2 separate regions of the Macaca mulatta genome follow, and region 2 is linked to region 1. Evidence: chromatin contacts called from public Hi-C data. All regions are on one chromosome and are shown on one strand. The core of a region is the stretch at or near the end of the contact, and the rest is flanking DNA. Distances in the headings are between cores, read along the strand shown. Region 1 has its middle 17 kb from the start of TMEM200C. Region 2 holds the start of ARHGAP28 (Rho GTPase activating protein 28).

The links. A called contact is a pair of places that touch in the nucleus more often than the background predicts.
Region 2: a Hi-C map of fetal cortical plate shows a contact between it and region 1, with 3 times the contacts expected there. The contact joins the promoter of ARHGAP28 here to the enhancer-like site in region 1. A contact is called at or near these places in 2 of 14 Hi-C or Micro-C datasets (fetal cortex germinal zone and fetal cortical plate).

What each region holds. Positions count from the first base shown.
Region 1 is chr18:76,996,559-77,000,903 of T2T-MMU8v2.0, reverse strand. No RefSeq gene overlaps it. Among named protein-coding and RNA genes, the nearest start is that of TMEM200C, 17 kb to the left of the region's middle. Within about 2 kb of position 1,728, at least 1 of the 40 cell types and tissues checked has an H3K27ac peak or open chromatin away from gene starts, as enhancers often do. A contact at or near this core is called in fetal cortical plate, where this site is marked.
Region 2 is chr18:77,824,578-77,829,204 of T2T-MMU8v2.0, reverse strand. ARHGAP28 (Rho GTPase activating protein 28) reads right to left here and starts at 2,417. Exons shown (of 18, transcript XM_028838212.2): 1 at 1,568-2,417. The coding sequence starts at 2,295. LOC144336386 (a long non-coding RNA gene) reads left to right here and starts at 1,649. Exons shown (of 2, transcript XR_013408129.1): 1 at 1,649-1,791; 2 at 2,441-2,682.

The DNA of each region.
Region 1 (4,345 bases), core at 479-2,978:
AAGAAAAATTGAAAAATTCCAAAACAAAATTTGTAAGTCATAGGATTTGGTCATGGCCGAGACTCAGGAATGAACTTGATCATATTTATACTAGCAAAGCGATACATAAGACTTGATGAATTCCATAGTGAGTTTGTATATTATATTTTGGTTTTCATGTGAAATTGTTTGGATTCTCATTATGCCTACCATAACCAGAATTATGAGCCTAAGTGAAGACTGAAGTATTTTGGAGCTCTAGTCCTTGCTACATGGGTTTAATTAGACTAGAAAATGCCCTGAAAGTGAAGCGAACCAAACAAATGTCAACTTTACAGGCACTGAAGTTGATTTCAAAATGTTTGCATCATTAAATTAAAATAAAATAGTAACAATTCATTAGTCAATTACATTGCTCAATTTGAATATACAGGATTTTCCCTCCTAGATTCAAATTAGAAAATTCAGAGACGGTCAAAACAATTTGGAAAGAGCTTAGGTTTGTTCTGATGCCAGGTGGGGGTCTTCTTGAGGGAGGATTTCCTATGAAGAGTGTTCCAAGAACACTCCAAGTGTAAAGCCATAAACATTCATTTGTGGAGATGTCATACACTTGAAGAGAACTCGATTTTCTCTAGTTTAGTCTTCATAAAACTAGACTGTGACTTTCTTCTTGCACTTCAAAGCAGAATATAATCCTTGTTTACAAAATAAGCAAAACATACCTTTATAGCAATACACATTTTATCTTATCACACTATATTATGCCTAGGGAATTTCAATTAAATGGTACCATTAGTTTTCCCTTCAATTTTGGTTTTCTTTAGACCACAAAGGGTTCAAACCTGGGTCTAATTGGCATAAATGTGGTGGGAATTTTACCACTATCTAAAGAACAAATCTGTTATTATTATTATTAATTTTTGAGATGGATTTTTGCTCTGTCACCCAGGCTGGGATGCAGTGGTGTAATCTCGGCTCACTGCAACTTCTGCCTCCTGGGTTCAAGAAATTCTCTTGCCTCAGCCTCCAAAGTATATGAGATTGCAGATGCCTGCCACCATGCCCTGCTAATTTTTGTATTTTTAGTAGAGACAGGCTTTCACCATGTTGGCCAGGCTAGTCTTGAACTCCTGACCTCAGGTGATCCGCCCGCCTTGACCTCCTAAAGTGCTGGGATTACAGACATGAGCCACCACACCCGGCCCAAATCTGGTGATTTAGGTTAAAAAACAATATATCCTGCTCTGTCCTTATTGAACACCTATACTGATCATTGCCCAATTTTCCCTTGAGTGCGTGTTAGAATGCTAGGGCTCTACTGAGAAATTTCAAAAACCATTTTATTTTAATTTTTTATTCATATAAATTTAAAGAGTACAAGTGCAATTATGATACATGGATATCTTGAATAATGGTGAAGTTTGGGCTTCTACTATGCCCATCACCTGAATAATGTACATGGTACCCATTAAGTAATTTCTCATCACCCATTCCCTCTCACCCTCACACTCTTTCAAGTATCCAATTCAAAACTCTTTTAAATTAAGGAGCTAGTATTTAAAATATATCAATAGCCCATTTCAGACGGCTTTGTGTCAAATCACTTTCCCATGCTTTTATCCCTAGATGACTCAGTTGTCTTCACATTTTTTGTCCAGTGTAAAATTTTAGATTTCCCTGCATCTTGCTCCCCCTACTGCCAAGTAGGTGTATGCGCGCCTTAAAGTAAAAACAAATGCCACATTCCAAAGTACTATATGCTTTTTCTATAAAATGCATACCCTTCCCTGTTGTCCCCGACCTCCCACCAAAATGTGAAGTGGTCTGGATAATAAAATTTTCTTTTTATCACCATTGTTCCCATTAATAGCACAAGCTTACTCTGTATTCTTCCGGAATTCTTTTACATAGCTAGGCTCCCATCCTGGAAATGTGAACAAATGTCAGTCGCAAGACTCACTGCCAATTTTCTTTAACCAGAAGTACTAATGCTGGCCACAGTTCTCACCACTATTCCTTCTATTCATCAATTTCTTTAGCAAACATTTATCATAGACCTTCTAATTTTCAGACCCTGTCTTTAAGAATGAAGATATTAAAAATATGTACTTTTTGACCTTGAAATCTCATAGTCTAGTAGAGGACACCTATATGTAAACAAATAATTTCAATGTGTGACATGTGGAGGAGCATTTTATGAAAATAGAATAGTCAAGTGTGTACATTTTCAGCACTGAGCTAGCTCTAAAAGCTTTCTCACCTGCAAAATAGGACAAGTGCCTACCTCAGAAGGTTTTTGTGAGGAGCAAATGGCACAAGGCATATAAGGCCGTGTGCCTGGCATTTAGTGGGTGCTCAATAAATGCCAGCTACTATTATTACTAGTTAATAATGACATGATAATAATCAGCGATTTTTTGGTTTCCAGAAGTAGGAACTATTCTCTCAGTCACTCACCACTTGGAAGTTTCTTCCCCTAGTGTGATACAGCATTTTGAATCATTCAGGGTTCACTCTGGAAGCAGAAGCACTGTGAGCTATCTAGGGGACAAGGGATTTAGTTCAAGAATGGGACGTTGTCTGGTCATAGGAGGATCTGGGGCAAGTGATGTTCCAGGAAGGAATTTGGAGTTTTGGAGAAGTCATCAACCTGAGAAGTTAAGCACGTCCAAGCACCGAAATGAGGCTGCAAACTGAAGATGCGGGGAAGCCATCAGAAGCTGTGCTTCTGTATTGCCACCTGGAGTGAGGTGGTGGGCCTGGGGCTGCTCTTATTCCGTGTGGTCATCCTTCAGAAGAAGAGCTGACTGCGGAGAGAGGGAGAGCAAGGACAGGCTGGAGCCCACCAGCGCCACTGTATCTGCTGTAACCTCATCTAACGCAATGATCCCCAAGGGCAACAACTGCTGTGTTGCTTCCACCTTCTTCAAATTGGTCTTCTGGCTGACTCCAACTCAGAATCCTACAGAGCAGTATATTCTGAGAAAATAGGTCTAACCTAACCAAGTCCACATGGTTAAAAAACACCAGAGTCCATCTGTTGTCAGCTTGGCATCCATATGCACCTCTTTAACTATATTTAATTTCTAAATAAGGACATAAGCAGCATCATGCTTCTACCTAACGTGATGTAGCTATCTCTCACACACCTGAAAACACAGCAACGCTCTCTACGAAAAAGAGTACAGGTTCAGTCTCCTTTAGTGATGCTCATTCCTGTAGCTAGTTCACCTCCAAGCCTTTGCCATCCTGTAGTTTAAATATTGAGGTATATAATCAAGTGAACTACTATTAACATATCATAAGTTAGACAGCAGAAGAGCCAGAGTAAGGGAGAAAGAAATCAGTTTTCATATTTTCTATTCACTTCACTTTGAGCAAGCACATTGACTGATTGTGTCCCTTTCTGGCAGGTAACCCAAGCCTTTCTTCTTGAAAGGTCTGTGCCCGGAGCTGTTCTGCCTATATGGGGTTGGTGTACTTTTTCCTTACAGGACATAGTAATTGTCACAGGCACGATCAGGATCTCATGCATTCCGGACAGCCTCCTTACCCACACTGTGGAGTAGCAAACCAATTTCCACTTCATAGTTAGAACAGTCACATCGGTTAGTACAGGCACTCCTTTCTTTGCCCAGATGACAATCTCAACTTCCAGTTTAATGGAACCAACACTTTGTGCTTCGTGGAAGCATCCCTTTCTTGGGAACTAAGATCTTTAGACTAGCAGAGCCCAGAGTTGCAGCTACTGAAAGCAAAAATTTCGCATACTAGTGAAATTCACTTACTAGTCATTAGAGGTAACAGTGGGAGAAATCACTTCCATTTCTACTGCTTCATTATTAGACACGTGAGTCATAACTATGGGAAAAGCATCAAGGCGTACTGTTTGCTGACTTGGAGAATACACCGTATTCTAGAGAATGTTACCCCAGCCTGCGAAGTGTTGCCACACAGCTGGTGTTACAACTAAGTCTTCAAAAGGCCATTCCATCATTCCCTCAGGCTAGTTGTTTAGATGACTGAAACTGGTTAATTTCGTGAACATGAGCCCATTGACAAACTACATTTACTGTAAAATTAATTCTATTGGCAGAATCAGAACTATGTGGAATATCATGATGGTGAAAAAGACATTCTGAAATCCACAGATGGTGGTTTTGGCAGAAGCATTTCAGTAGGGAAGGCAAATCTATATCCAGGCTAGGTGTCTATGCCAGTGAGAATAACAGTCTCCCTCCCATGATGAGAGTGGTCCAATGTGATCAACCTGCCACTCATACTGGGGGCTTATTATTGTCTCTGCTGCCATGGCAACTTTGTTCATGAGCCCACTGGGAAAAAATATAGTATGCATATACCC
Region 2 (4,627 bases), core at 1,168-3,667, 830 kb before region 1:
AGACCACATGCTGAGTTAATAGAACTTCTGCTTCTAGTTTGCTTTGGAAACGGATGTAGTTTCAAATCGCCCAAATGGCACAATCTGGCTGGTGCTCTGAGACAGCTGCTGGGAATTATAGACAGGACAGCTACACTAGAATCGTTTAAGAAATGGACAAACTCGGCCCATGCTTTTCATCAACACACACACACACACAGACACACACACACACATATATATATATATATTTAGTTAGTCATAATCTGAGTACTTACAGCCAATGATTATGTTTAGAAAAGAAAATACCCTAAAGACAAATGCCAGTTTTTATTTTCAAGGAGCCTTTAAAAGTATATGCACAACTCCTAAAGCTGGAAAAAAATGTTATTTTCCCACTGTCTTTATATAAAAGTGAGATTTCACTCAACCTGCTGTTTTTGAAAGAAACAACATTTTCTTTGTTAGCCAAGTCCAACATAGATCTCTTGCCAATGTAGTTTGTTCTTCCCATGGATACTAGCCAAAAAGTATTCCTTGAAATAAAGTCACAATCTGTTAATTAGGAAATCAATTAAAATCACAATCAATTAAATTAGGAAACAGAAGCAATCATTATCACGTAACTAAAGTTAAAAGTATGAGAAAAAAGAAATGATTAAAAATAAACATGATGAAAACACATCACTCAAATTGCCCACTTGTAAAGAAAAGCACTCATCAATGGATCAGATAGTCACATTTACACAAATAAAACTTCCCCCAAATATGTATCAAATACCAAACCATCTCACTCATCACAATACTTTTGTCTACCCACTTAACCATTTTTGTTTTAGTTAAGGAGAGTCTCATTGGCCTTGATCTTGCATCAAATGGATGATCACTGACACAGTAATTTAACATAGATCCCTCATTAAATCTGAAATATACAGGATGAGATGCGTATAGGCTTCTTTTGACCAAAAGGAAATATAATTGCATTCACAACATAGAGTTGACATCAGCAGTAATCAAATAATGACACCAATGCATTTATACAGTTGAAAGGTTTTAACATGTAGAAATAAAATTGTCTTTTAAAGTCTACTGAGGTGTACTTTTTAGAGAATTTCTCAACCTACATTTTAAATCAGAAATGCAGTTACTGAACAAGCTCTCAAAAGGAGTATTTTGAGGATTTAGGGTTATGTATTTTAATGTTTTCTTTTCATGTGCTGCTTGTGTTTCATTTGGAAAATTTTTTAATTTCCCGAGATTTTATAGGCAACTTTGGCCGAAATGGGTGTATATATATATATATATATATATATATATATATATATATACACATGACTTATCCTCAAATCGTATCAAGAATGCAATCCCGCTGCTAATCTCTGCTAGCCAACGACTTCAGCCCAGGCTAGTGCAGCCTTCGAGCGTTTCCCACCTCCAGTCAAAGACAATGCAAAGAACCCCAGGCTCACTCATCTAGTCCACCAAAACTTGAAACAACTATCTGCGCCCAGGCAGAAGGCGCAGCTGCACGGCGAACCCCCCAAGCCCGGCGCGACTGCGCCGCCCTGGCGGGAGCGGCTCCGGGTACCTGCTGAGCGGGTGGCTGGCGGCGGCCCGGGGCGCGCAGCGCGACTCTGCGTTGGGGGGCTGGGCGCGGGCGTACGAGTGGTAGGCGGTCAGCACCACGCCGCCCGAGTCCTCCACCTCCATCGTCAGCCACGCATGTCTCGGCGCCGGCCCCAGAACAAAGACCGGGACCAGCATGGACCGGCGCGCCGGGAGGCTGTCAGCAGCTGGGCAGCGGGGCCGGAGGTGCGACCAGCCGCTCTCTCCCGCGGCTGTCAGTGGCCCCCGGGCAGGCCCGCCCCGCCCCGCCCCGCCCCGGGCGCGCGAATTCGCAGACGCTGGGAACCACGCCCACGGGCTGGAGTAGGGGCGGGCATTGTGTGTGTGTGTGTGTGTGTGTGTGTGTGTGTGTGTGCGCGCGCGCGCGCGCGCGCGTGCGTGCCTGTGTGTGCGTGTGTGTGCCTGTTTGTGTGCCTGTGTATGTCTGCACGCCTGTGTGTGCCTGTGTGTGCGTTTGTGCCTGTGTGCGCGCGCCTTTGTGTGTCCGTGTGTGCGCTTTTGTGTGTCCGTGTGTGTGTGTGTGTGTGTGTGTGTGTAAGCCTTTGGGTGTCCATGTTTGTTCCTGTGTGCGCGTTTGTGCCTCTGTGTGCGCGCCCGTGTGTACGTGTGTGTCCGTGTGTGTGTGTGCGCGCGCCTTTGTGTCCGTGTGTGTGCCTGTGTGTTTGCGCCTGTGTGTGCGTGTGCGCGCATGTGTCGGGAGTGCGGGGGGAGGTGTGATCCCCGCTTCTAGGAAACTGGAAACCGGCCGGGATCCTTTGGGGCTCCTGCTAGCGGCTCTAGTAAAGTTTGTTTTTCATTGTTTCTTTTTTTTTCCTTTTCTCACTCCCCCTCCCAGCCCGCTTCCAACTGGAGGCTTATCCTGTGGCTGGGAACATTTCCTGCCTGGCTGCAAGGAGTGAGACTAAGAAACCATACCTCAGGCTGAGGAGAGAGGCGGGGTTTGAAATGTGTGCTCTGGGGAAGAAAAGGAGAAAATGTGACACTCTGTCATTTAAAGCATCCACATCAAAAATTGAAGAACTGGATTACCTTGCTGTTGACTTAGTCAAGTTACAATAAACTTGATTTCCTTTTGGGTCAGGTAATTCCCTCTCATAGCAAGGGAACGCTTCCCTCCCCCACCCTCAATCTCACTACCAGACTCTTACCTCACTCTCACATCCCTTTCCTCCTCCCAGTCATGATCAAATTAACAGATACCGTTTGCAGCTTGTCTGAAAATTAGACTTTATTATTATAGGCCAAATGGATGTTATTTCCAGAAGTTACTGTTGGTGGGGGAGGATGTAGGGACTGGTTCGAGGTAGATAAAAAGGGGCATCATTAGAAATCTTGAGTCTGAAGTATGTCCTTATCCACATAGGACTAATAGCACAAATGGAAAAATACGACATTCTTATAGCTGATTAAAAAGTAACCAGAAGTATGCCTAGGAAGAGGCCCACGTGAATGTTTTACTCACATGGACAGTGTTTTATCTGCTGTCTCTTCCACACATCCCTAGGAGCTAGATGAAGTAGAAAGACAAGTTAATCTATCCCTTACTGGAGGGCAACTTGATCATGCTACTTAACATCTCGGAATCTGTGTTGCTGCCTCTGTGAAATGGGGAAAATAACATTCATCTTGTAGGATTAAAGCAACAAGTACCTGTTAGGTTTTCAAGAAATGGGGGTACTCTTTGCTCTTTACATTCATCAAGAAGGGACACATTTATTTTCATTGCACTTTCAGAGTTTGGGAAAACATAAGTTTTTCATCCAAAATGCTTTAAAAAATGTTTTATTAATTAAACGGTAAGCTAATAATGACTAAATTTACTAACGTGTTAGATGGTGTACATTAGCTGTTTAAACAATGGTGTACATTAGCTGTTTAAACAGGTAGGTAGTATTATTATCCCAATTTTATGGATAAAGAAACTTATCAAGCACGAGTGTATGGAAAAGACACATGCAAAGAATGCTTTATTCTCCAAAGTTTTCAGATAAAAAGAGGCATCTGTTTACTTACTGTGCTTTATGCCAATGCATAAAACTAAGACAATACCTTCTTAAAACGTGAAGTTGAAAAACCACTGTAGGTACTGATATGTATCCACAATTCTTCATCTAAAACCTTGGGAACAGATGCATTTCAGAAATTACATCTACTTTTTATTTTTAAATGATAATTTCATGCATGCACCATTTAATATAAAAAACCCTCAGCCCAGTAAATTTGGGACAGTATTGTATATTTAAGTGTATTACTTCTGCAGCAAAGAAAAATGAATATTGACTTTGAGTAGGATAAAGTCTATAGATAGCCTCACATTTGTTCAGGTCAAGTTTATCACCCAATAAATTTTGGCACCAAACTTCATAAAAGCTTGTAATTTTTATCTGATAGTATTTTAGAATTATCATAAGGAATTATAGTAGTGGAACTTTTTCTGGGCATGGGACATTCTTCTTTTATTTTTCTGAACTACAGACTCACAATATGAAATACCTACAGGGTCTTTTCTTATAAACATTTTGATCGTAACACGGCCTCTAGATGCCCCGCATTGCAGTAACGCCTCATCCTGCCAGCCAAGGAGCCCTCCTCCTCTTGTGTATTCACATTGTAGACGCCCTGGTTTCACTTTGGACTCCTCCCTCCAATCGATGATCAAATCTGTCATTTGTTCCTCAAAATATCTGCCAACCATTCTTTGAATTCCCACCGCTAATGTCTTTGCCCTCTCGTCACCATCTCCTGACTAGGTGGCCGCAATCTTTCCTTCACAAAGATTACTTTCCATCAGCTTCCTCTTAAGCCCCATCCCCTTTCAAAATGCTGTTTGGGTGATTTTCCTAAAATGCAGAACATCCTCTTCTTCTTTCTCAGAAAGCCCTCAAATGTAACCTACTTGCTACAAATTGAAGTCCAAACTCCTTAGTGTGGCCTCTCCTTAATCTATTTTGATCTCCTAGTACTTCATCACTCCCAAGGCCCTGTGGCCCACTTACACCAGCCTGTCCTGTGATCTTACTTT